Linked DNA regions of Sus scrofa: region 2 is linked to region 1. The links are chromatin contacts, called in public HiChIP or PLAC-seq maps. All regions are on one chromosome and are shown on one strand. The core of a region is the stretch at or near the end of the contact, and the rest is flanking DNA. Distances in the headings are between cores, read along the strand shown. Region 1 holds the start of CX3CR1 (CX3C chemokine receptor 1). Region 2 has its middle 8.9 kb from the start of SLC25A38.

Region 1 (5,605 bases), core at 2,300-4,799:
TTTACAGATGGTGGCTCGAAGTGAGCTACCTGTGTCAGTACAGTGTGGTGAGGAAGACTCAGATTCCAAAGTCAACTGCAGCGCCAGTTGCTGAACTGTGCGCCTTTCTGTGCCTTTGCATCCTTGCTATAAAATGGAAACCATACCAGTGCTGTTTGAGTATTAAACAAGGTAACAACTGTAAAGCGCTTAGCATAGAGCTTGGCACACAGTGAACATTAATAACTAGGATGATGATGATTAAGTTTCACCTGTTATTATCTCTGCATCTCTGTTTTCTTGGTTGTAAAGTGGAGATAATCATGCCTAATGAACTTGCTTTATAGGGTTCTATGAGGTCTACAAGACATGATGAATGTGAAAGCAGGTTGTAAACCTGGGAAGCCCCTTATTAAGTCCAAAAATGACTCCTCAGTTCCACAGCCTAGCTGGGGGGGGTGTCTGAATTTTTTTTTTTCTTTTTCCGGTCACACTGGCAGCATGTGTAATTTCCCAGGCCAAGGATCAAACCTGTGCTACAGGAGTACCACAAGCCATTGCAGTGACAAGGATGGAACTTTAACCCGCCGTGCCACTGGGGACTCCTATGGGAGTCTGATTTTAAACAGCCTTTACAAATTCAGAATTGGGAAGGGGGTGTCTCTAACTCCATCACTGAACGAGGCGAGAACCAGCTTCAGCATTCTTTTCCTGGGTAAACTCTGACTTCAGCTCTATTTTATCATCTCTGCGACCAGCTGAGAACACCCAGTTCGCAAGCCAAGAATTGAGGGTCAAATGAGACTCTGACTATAGCATGCCTGGCACAGAGTCTGCCTGACTCAGGGCTATGGAAGGGACCTTGCTGCCCACACCAGCATCAGCCAGGCCTAGGACAGCAGTTCATGTAGAAACCACAAGGGGGAGCCCAAGGCTTCCATTTAGGAAATGGTTTCCCCCTCCCCAACTCCCCCACCCTGGCCTCCTCCACCTGCCTAACAACCCTGGCCATTGGTTGGTTCCCTCACAAGCTGCTCTCCCAGGGCTAAAAGAAAGCCCTTAGGAGAGTGATGGTTGTCCACCCTGAGGCTTCTCAGAGGCATTGCTCTGGTTGGTAATATGCGGAGAAACAGCCAGACACCACATGTATGTAAATTTCTAAACTGTACCTGCTGAGTGGCCTTGTGTTATTCCTTTAACCGCCTTGGGCCTAGTTCCCTGCCCTGAAAAGGGGCTGGTGCCTGCGGGAAAGCTTTGTAAACCATGGCCTGAGCTGCACATGCCGTCATAGCCATCCTCCTCATTGTTCCCAATCAGTGGGCTCAACCATATGGGATTCCCTAACATAGGAAACAAGGACAGACTCCCCTGTTGGCTGCCTGACCATGAAGTTCCCATCTGACATCAGAGATGCTCAGAGAGGGCAACTCTGCAACAACGAAATGGCTAACCACCCCTGCCACGAAGCGCCATCTGACATGCTTTACATGTGTCATTGCTAACCCTCACAGCAACCTTGCCACATGGATTACTAGCCTGATCGCAGACACTTGGAACAATCCACCACCCAACATTTCAGAAGGGCTTAATTTAAGCTTGCTTCTGGGAGCCACTCAATTCTATAGCAGTGCAACAGCAGAGGCCTTATTCCTAGATAAATTAGTCTCCTGGCATACGGTAGCAATGCTCTTTTTCAATATGTGATTCATTTTCTCAATTTTTCTTGTTGAGTGTGACTCCAGGATGAATGTAGTTTCCAACCCACATGCAATGCTTTAGATCCCTGCTGGGTTATCCTGGGGACAGGAGCAGGCTCACCATCACTTTGAAGGGCTTTGAAGGGGGTAGGCAATCCAACTCAGGGAATAATTTCTTAAGGAGGGCTTTAACTACTTTAGAGGATTTTTCTGTCCAGGTGGAATACACATCCACCCATCCAGAAGAAACGTCCACAAACACTAACAAGCATCTGAAGTTTCCTGCAGCTCAAGGCATTTGAGTAAAGTCTATCTGCCAGTCCCAGTGGGGCAGGCTCCTCTATATTGAATTTCCCTGGGGGTGGGGGAATCCAGCAGTAGTCTTGGATTATTTTTAGCACAAATTCTAGCCTGGCCAAGAAGATAGCCTGACACTGAGGCCAGGGGAAGACTGAGAAAGGAAACTGGGCAGTGGACTTCCTCAAATGCCAGCAGGTCACCCAGCTTGGGGCACTGCTGTCCCACTCACAGCTGGTCCTGGCTGGAGAGTCTGTGTTGGGGATGAGGAGCGGTATGTGGGGGCGGGGGGACGGGGAGCTTGCAGTTCAGTCCTCCCCTTAGGACCACAGTGACTAGAGCCAGGGTTGTGCTGGGCACAGGTGGTGAGAAGGGCAGTGAGGAGCCAGGGAAGGCCTGGGGGGGGTGTCATCAACCACTCAATAAACACATGTACTGAGGGCCTACCTATTCCAGACACTGGCTAGGCCCTGGGAAGGGGTGACCAGGAGGAGTCTTGGCCTTGAATGTGACTCGGGCAGGTAAGGAAGTGGTAGGAAAGCAGTGTGGCCATGGTGGTTGAGATTCTAGTTCCAGTCAGAGAACCATTTGGCCAGGGTTGGGGGAAGGATCACAGCCTGGAAATCAGGACCCAACTGGGTGGCACATCCCACTGGAGCAGCCTGGACCACTGCCCATCAGATACACAACATGGGCTTAACTGCAGGGTACAGGGAACCACAAAGAGCCTTAAAGGAGGGAGTTGAGGGGAAACATGCTATTGAGTGCCCACCAGGTGCCAGGCACTCTGTAGGTGCTTTCTGTGCCAATGCCTCTCAAACTCAATATGTTGACCATCTCCTAAGAACGTCATTAAAATGCAGTCTCTATATTCCCTATCTTGTAATAACCTATAGAGGAAAATAATCTGAAAAAGAATACATATATGCATAACTGAATCACTTTGCTGTATACCTGAAACACTATAAATCAACTATACTTCAATAAATAAAATTTTTTGTTTTTATAAAACAATATAGGCATACCTTAGAAATATCGTGGGTTTGGTCCCAGACCACCGCAATAAAGCAGATGTCATAATAAAGCGAGTCACATGGGAAAAAAAAATAAAGATACATAGAGGTGAATTTTCTTTATCATGAATAAAATCTATAAGGCATCGAAAAGGAAAAAAAAAAAAGCAGAGTCTTACTTCAAGAGGCCTAGGGCAGGGTCTGACGTGCTACATTTCTGATAAGTTCCCAGCTGGGACCACACTCTGAAGAGAAAATCTGTAGCTCAGCAAACCTGCACCCCAGTGAGTATTATGGGCTCCCTTTTACTGGCAGGAAAACTGAGGCTCAGTTCCTGGGCTTTCTTGAAGCATATCATTAAGGAGAGCTGCACTGTTCCCTGCCCTCCACTCACATTGGGGTAGGGGTAGATAACACAGCCCCCAAGCTATCACTCCCTCCAAACCCCTCCTGGTCTGTCCCCAGGCTTGTGTGTGCCCCTAGGCTCCCAGGTTTGTGAATTCAGACCCTCCTGTCTCAGCTGGCCTCTAGCCTGGAGCTTCTGAACTTGCGTGGGCAGCATCTAAACATAGTCTACCTCACAGGAAACCAGACACTATTGGCTAACTTTGCAAATAAGGAGGGAGGGAAAGGGAAATACTCTCTGGTAGAGTCTTCGCAGGACAGGGTGGCGGATTGGCACATCCAGAAGTTCCCTCCCCAGGTCCAGCCCAGGTAAGAGAAGAGGATGTGGTTAGCACCTGAGGGTGCCCTGTGGGTGCCAGGTGGGGGAGGCACTTTGGTCAGAGGTCAAAGTGGGTTAAAGAGGCTGGTTTGCTTCACATCCTAACAAGCGATACCATTTTCCTGAGGATACTGCAACCTAAATGTCCAAGGGGCTTGGGAGAAGTGGGGAGAGGACAGTGGGTAATTAGATCATTTATGATCTGCTCAATGTGATGCAATATGATTAAAAGCATTAGTAATTACATTTCAGGGACATGGAGAAATGCTCATTTTAAAAAAGCATCACTTAAAATTGTATCAGGGAGTTCCCATCCTGGCTCAGCAGAAATGAATCTGCCTAGTATCCAAGAGGACGCAGGTTCAAGCCCTGGCCTCGCTCAGTGGGTTAAGAATATGGTATTGCCATGAACTGTGGTGTAGGTTACAGACTCCACTTGGATCTGGCATTGCTGTGGCTGTGGCACAGGCAGGTGGATACATTCTGATTCAGCCCTAACCTGGGAACTTCCATACGCCATGGATGCAGCCCTAAAAAAGACAAAATAAAATAAAATTGTATCAGATTTCCCTGGTGGCTCAGAGGTTTAAGGATCCAGCGTTGTCACTGTAGTGGCTCAGGTTGCACTATGGCATGGGTTCAGTCCCTGGCCTGGGAACTTCCACATGCCACAGGTATAGACAAAATAATAATAATAACAATAATAATAAAAAAATAAAATTGCATCTGCCCATGATTACATGTAGGATGAATAAACAAGGTCCTACTGTATAGCACAGGGAACTATATTCAATATTGTATAATAAACCATCAGGGAAAGTAATATGAAAAAGAATATACATTAAAAAACTAAATCATGGAGTTCCCGTCATGTCACAGTGGTTAACGAACCCGACTAGGAACCATGAGGTTGCGGGTTCAGTCCTTGCCCTTGCTCAGTGGGTTAAGGATCCGGCATTGCCGTGAGCTGTGGTGTAGGTTGCAGACGCGGCTTGGATCCCGCGTTGCTGTGGCTCTGGCGTAGGCTGATGGCTACAGCTCCGATTCGACCCCTAGCCTGGGAACCTCCATATGCCGCGGGAGCGCCCAAGAAATAGCAAAAAGACAAAAAAAAAAAAAAAAAAAAAAAAAAAAAAAAAAAGCTAAATCACTTTGCTATTCAGCAGAAATCAACACATTGTAAATCTGGTATAAAATAAAATAAATTTTTTTAGAAAGGTAAAATCACATCTGGATGATACTGAGGAATTATTAACTTTTTAAGGTGAGAAATAACATTGAAGTTATTTTTAAATAATTTTATTTTTGTCTTTCTTATTGTTTTAGAGATTCACACTTAGTTAAGTTTATGGGTAAAATGTCATGACATCTGGATTTATTTTAAATAATCCAGTAGGGCATAAAGTGAGGAATAGATAAAATACTGATCATGAGTTGCGAATTATGGAAGCTGGGTGGTGAGTGCGTCGGGGTCCTCTCTGCTTTTTTATGTTCAGGAATTGTATAATAAAATGCTTTTAAAATAGTATTTTCATTTTAGATATAAATATACTCTATATTAATATTAAAAATATGCATAAAGATAGGATGAGAAAGCTAAAAGCTAGCTGTGGTTAGCTCTGGGAAGCCGGATTGTAGATAGTTTTGTGTTTTATCTTTCCTTTCCACGTCATGCTTTTTTGTGCCATCTGCATTTTATATTTCATTTTTTTGTCTGCACCCAGCACATGGAGTTCCTGAGCCAGGGATGGATCAAATACGAGCTGCAGCTACAACTTACGCTGTAGCTGCAGCAATGCCAGATCCTTGACCCACTGAGGGGATAGAACCCACACCTTAGCAGCAACTCAAACCATTGCAGAGACAACGCCAGATTCTTAACCCACTGTAGTACC
Region 2 (5,605 bases), core at 1,217-3,716, 64 kb before region 1:
AAGGGGAGAAAAGGAAAGAAAGAGTCACCCAGGACTCCACGCTGCATGCCAGGTTCCAGTGAGTTGATATGCTGAGTGGTTTCCCATCATCCAGGAACAAATTTTTTTTTTTTTTTTTTTGCTTTTTTTTGCTTTTTAGGACCACACCCGCGGCATATGGAGGTTCCCAGGCTAGGGGTCATTTTGATGCTACAGCTGCCGGCCTATGCCACAGCCACAGCCATGCCAGATCCAAGCTTCCTCTGCAAACTACACCACAGCTTATGGCAAAGCCAGATCCTTAACCCACTGAGCGAGGCCAGGGATCGAACATGCAACCTCATGGTTCCTGGTTGGATTCGTTTCTGCTATGCCACAACTGGAATTCCAAGAACAGATTCGTGAATAGCTCAGGCTCAAGCAGAGAAGTGAGAGCAAAACAAACGCAGGGGAAGAAAGCAACGTGTCTGAAGCAAGTTGCACCTGCTTAGATGAGAATGAACTAAAAGCAGAAGGCCCCCACCCCACTGCCAGCCCCAACCACAAATTCTGTCCAATCTTGTGTTCCCTCTGGGTTGGTCTCCAAGGGAAACTAGAATGACACAGTGAAGAAGCATGGGCTTTGCCGGCAGAGAGACCCAACCCTAAATCCCACATTTCTAGCCACATGACTTCAGTCATACAACCCCTTGGGCCATCTGTTTTTTCATCTATAAGATAGAAACAAGGAATATCTCCTAAGAAATTTTGTGAGCATTAAATTAAGATAGCCAAAGCCCTATATACAAGGACTGGTATATGCTAGCTACCGAACAAGAATGCTTTCCCCCCCTTCTCCTTTCTAGTGTCCACTGTTTACTCTATTGCCATTTAGGAGGTTCATATCAGTGAGGAAGAAGTCCCTAACAGGGAGAGGCCACACCTCTAGTGGGTGCCTGAGGGCCTGGTGGAGCGCCTCAGTCCAGGGAGCCAGTAGGAATGCGGGTTAGGCTCCTCTGGGCTGCAGTAACAGAGACCCCGCTGAAGGCAGCCATGGACTCGCCAATGGGCGTCTCAACTCCTCCCCCTGCTCTTTGACCAAAAAAAAAAAAAGTCCCTCTGAGCTGCTAGCTGGGATGGTCCTCTGTGCCTCACCCAGGCAGGCCTGCCAGAAGGAGTCTGGGCTGGAGCAAGCAGACACACTTCTCCGAGTCACTGTGCAAGACGACACAAAGCTGAGTGTCTCCATTTCGTGATCCAGAGAAAGAGGTGAGCAGGCAACTTCTACCATTTGAACTGAAGAGAAGGGTTGAGTCAATGGGGAAGCCCTCTTCTTGGGCTGGAGCTGGCGTTCTCTAGGGCAAAAAGCATCGGACCTGAGGAGGTCCTTGGGAAAACCCACTGCCCTTAGCCTTCTATCTGCACCCCCTGGGTTGGCCCCATAAGCCTCTGGAGGCAAGGAGCAGCTTCGGAAGAAGGAGTAATACTTGCAGTGTGAGGGACAGTAAGGAGGAATAATCAGCCCAGGGATTCCGGGTACTACGTATAGGGACAGAAGAGAATAGTTACATAGGTGGTTGGAGAAGTCCCTGTAGGTGACTATAGATAGAGAGGGAGACCAAAGGAACTGTAAGTTCACAATTGCTCAAGAAAGCCATCAGAACATCTTGGAATGAAGCGAGCTTGCTTAACTATAAAACCACAAGTGAAAATACAAGATATGCCTCAGGTCATTCAGTGAAAGTTAAAATGAGGTCTGCATTGAAGTTTAGCAAGATAAGGATCCTTAGGACCAAGGACAGAAATTTAAGGGAAGGATGACATTCCAAAGTAGGAGACCTTCATTATACAGAAATCTGAGATGATTCAACATATTTTAATGTATGTTATCACCCTTCTGCTGATTTGAATAAGCTCTATGACAGTCCTAGTCTGACCTCATAAGGTCAAATACTCTCTTACCCAATATGAAGGAGGAGCTAGCGATGTAAGCCTGACATCTACTTGAAAAACGAGGAAGAAGGCGGTCTTTTCCTGTTCCCCACTTTCCTTAGATTACAAAGTGGGCTGACGGTGGTAGATCAAGGAATAAGCAGGCAAGAATATTTTCTGTAAAACAAGCATATAATGTCTGCTCCTCCTGCCATAGGTCTGAGATTTCAGTGGGATTTGTTTGTACAGTGTGACCTCCAAGGGAAATGGGGAGTTTAGAGGCCCTAACTGAAGGTCAAGGGTAAAGCCTCTAATACACTGAATCCAATACTCATCAAACACTTGTATTTTTCCCAAGATTCTCAAAGCAGAATTTTGAATGACAGCTTAGGTATATAAAATTAGAAGAATTGCAGCTAGTTCCGACTGTCTCTTTAAGACAGGATCCCATCACCTACCATTGTTTTCCAGCCATTATCCTTCACTTGTTCAGGCGCTCTGCTCAAACTCACCACTAGAGGGAGTGCGAGTCTTGTTCTCAACAGGTTCTGGCTCCTGGCCTCAGGAGTCACTGGACAGCAGCCCACTAGCTACAGCCTCGAGGTACCAGGCAGTGCCACTTCCCTCCATCCCAGGCAGTGCCACTTCCCAATTCCTCCCTCATACTGCACCTTTCTGGTCCACAGGAGATGGTGGGGCCAGCAGGCATAAGGAGACACCATGAGTGACTGCAAGCAGGGGTGGAGAGAGCCCTGACCCAGGAGTCAGGAATTCCTGATTCTAGTCCAGGCTCTGCCGAAAACTCACTTCATCACCTCTCTAGGCCTCAGTTTTCTCATTTGTAAAAACAGCAAGTTGAGCTAGGTGGCCTCCACGTTCCTTCTCTGGCCTAATGCATGTGAGTCTGGGATCACCATGTCTAGACTCTCAGACCAATGCAACCTACGCAGGAGGTGTGGGAACTGGGCTGGGGCACAGAGCTCCTCGTAGAAAATGCACACATGTGAGCAAAGTTTTGCCAACAGTTCCACATGATCCTTCCAGCCCAGGTTAAGCACTCCTGGTATAGGGGTGTGAACTTACCTGGGAAAGCGTTAGTGATCCTAGCAAAGACTGCCTCTTCGAGGAACTGCACAGAGAGCTAACAACCCAGAAGTCATGTCCATGTCCCTTCCATGGTCTTCTCCATGAATTCATTATATAGCCCCATCATGATGGAGCTCCAGCTGGTACCGGGGAGGGGACACATTTTGTATCAGAATGGAGGTGGCTACTTGAGACCTGAAAAGTCCAAAAGAGGTATCAGACTATGCCTGGTCTGATTCCAATTTGATGTATTTATTCAAGTATGTATTTAATAGAAGGGCCCATTTTTACCAGGCAGAGCAAGTATAAATGGCCAGAGATGAGAGAGAGCATGTCAGGTTCCCAGAACCGAACAAGTGGAAATGTCTGGTTGTAGGGAAGGAGGGCGAGAGAGGAGGACAGAGGGAAAGACTGGGGACCTGAGCTGCCATGTTAAAGGATTTGAGTTTTATCCGGAAAAGTTATAAGTAGGAGAATGAAACAGTCAGATTTGCACATTAGGCGGTTCCCTGCTTGCACACCGGAACTTGTACTCTGGTCAGGCCTCAATGACATTGGAAGTCTGGCTGATAAACAATTTGAAGACACAGTCTTTTCCTGGCCGTTTCCCTCTCCTGCTCCCCCATGTCCTCCAGGCTCTTCTCTCAAGATGGTTACACCTCGGCTGACTCTCTGGTTTATTATGCCGCTTTGCTGTCTATTATAACGGGGCTCAACCAGAGATCCCCATTTCTGGCAGATGACAAGGAGACTAGTTCTAGGTGCTCAGCCCTCCTCCCAGGATTTTGGGTAATCTATCACATGGCAACATCTTCTCGTACCTTCCATTTGGTTGTCGTTCATATTTACCTGTGCCAAACGGTCCTTCCTGCTCTTGGAGTTTCTACTTTTTTCTGCCTCAATTATTGGCTTACTCACAGTTCCCTGTGTATGCCTTTCCTTAACCACACGGATGGAGGAAATATAGATTCTTATATTGTTTACCAACAGAAAGACTCTTAAGTGGAAGGGGGTATCTTACAACTAGGAACAGTTCCCCATCCTTATTGTCCTCCTGCAGGGAGCTCTTTTGCCAACTAGTAGAGAGTAGAGTGGCATTTGAATTCCATATTCATAATCTCTTTCCACTAATACACTGCCCCTAATGCTATTTGCCCCTTAACTGCTCTGAACATCAGTTTTTGTTTTTTGTTTTTTGTTTTTTTCTTTTCTTTTTTTTTTTTTTTTGCTGCACTCATGGCATATGGAAGTTCCCAGGCCAGACACTGAATCCTAGCCGAAGTTGTGACCTGCACCACAGCTATGGCAATGCCAGATCCTTAACGCACTGCACTGGGCCAGGGATCAAACCCGCACTGCCACAGAGATAACACCAGATTCTCAAACTGCTCCACCATAGTAGGAACTCTTGAGCATCAGTTTTTAAATCTGTGAAATGAGAATAATGCCACCTGCCCTATAGTTTGCTGTGAGAACTGCATGAGGTCATGACATAGGAGAGTACATGGCCCAGAGCAAGCATTCCAAAATGTTTGTTCCAATTGAATCCAACAGGATAAGTCTCCTCTTCTCTAGTTTGATCTCAAAGAGTTCTTCTCTAGTGCTGACCATGTAAAACCAAGCCTGGGCTCAAATATTTTTGGAATGAGTTTACTCATCTTATAACAATGAAAGGGGTGACATCCAAGTGAAGCTACTTTTTAGCACTTAATTTGTACATAATTCACTTTTTTGGGGGGGCTCTTTTCAGGGCAGCACTTAAAGCATATGGAGGTTCCCAGGCTCGGGGTCAAATTGGAGCCACAGCCATTTACCTACACCACAGCCACAGCAATGCCAGGCCCGAGTGCATCTGTGACCTACACCACTGTTTATGGCAATGCTGAATCCTTTAACCCACTGAGCAAGGCCAGGGATTGAACCCACATCCTCATGGATAATAGTTGGATTCTTAACCCTCTGAGATACAACAGGAACTCCCACAATTCACTTTTAATTATGCTTCTTTTTTTTCTGTTCAGAAAATGTCTCATTAAAATGTAATCAGTTTCCCCTTGAGTTGCTACTAATCAGATTCTCTTTTCTTGATTCTGCTCTTACTGGGAGTCAGCAACCCAGCTTTCCAGATGGGAAATGTTCTGCAGAGTCTGGAAGCCTGGAGGGGCCCCCAGATGTTGTCTCTAAGCCCCCGTTTGATGGCCCCTCCCTTAATATAGGACACAGTGGCCAAGAGGAATGAGCGTTTTCTAAGAATCTGGAGTCCTGGCTCTAACGCTCTGGTGTGGCCTTGGGCAGACCATCTTGTATCTCCAGGCCTCAGATTTCCCACCTGTCAAAGGAGAGCAGCAGAAAGGATGACGTCTAAGCTCCCTTTCATCTCCCTCAATCTGGAACACAGACCATACTCACAGCTGCCTGGCATCTGTAAGTGATGTGGGCACTTACTGTGATGGGTAGGGCTAGCATACAGACTGACCTGAGGGCTGGGAGAAGGGGTGCTCCCTGTCGGTGCCTCTCTAGCCACCTGAGACCTCTCTGCAGCATGACATCCAGCTGAGATGGCCAACTGAACCTCCTTACCTTGGTAAGACTTCTACCTAGGTGAGCATTGGCCTGAGGCTCAGACTCA

The links. HiChIP or PLAC-seq counts read pairs in DNA pulled down with a chosen protein or histone mark.
Region 2: an H3K27ac HiChIP or PLAC-seq map of alveolar macrophages shows a contact between it and region 1, with 7 times the contacts expected there. The contact joins the enhancer-like site here to the promoter of CX3CR1 in region 1. A contact is called at or near these places in 1 of 5 promoter capture datasets (liver), 9 of 47 Hi-C or Micro-C datasets (alveolar macrophages, blood, embryonic fibroblasts and 3 more) and 1 of 2 datasets of contacts at active chromatin or transcription factors (alveolar macrophages).

What each region holds. Positions count from the first base shown.
Region 1 is chr13:23,955,511-23,961,115 of Sscrofa11.1, reverse strand. CX3CR1 (CX3C chemokine receptor 1) reads left to right here and starts at 3,549. Exons shown (of 2, transcript XM_003358374.4): 1 at 3,549-3,700.
Region 2 is chr13:24,018,887-24,024,491 of Sscrofa11.1, reverse strand. No RefSeq gene overlaps it. Among named protein-coding and RNA genes, the nearest start is that of SLC25A38, 8.9 kb to the left of the region's middle. Within about 2 kb of position 2,466, at least 4 of the 83 cell types and tissues checked have an H3K27ac peak or open chromatin away from gene starts, as enhancers often do. A contact at or near this core is called in alveolar macrophages, where this site is marked.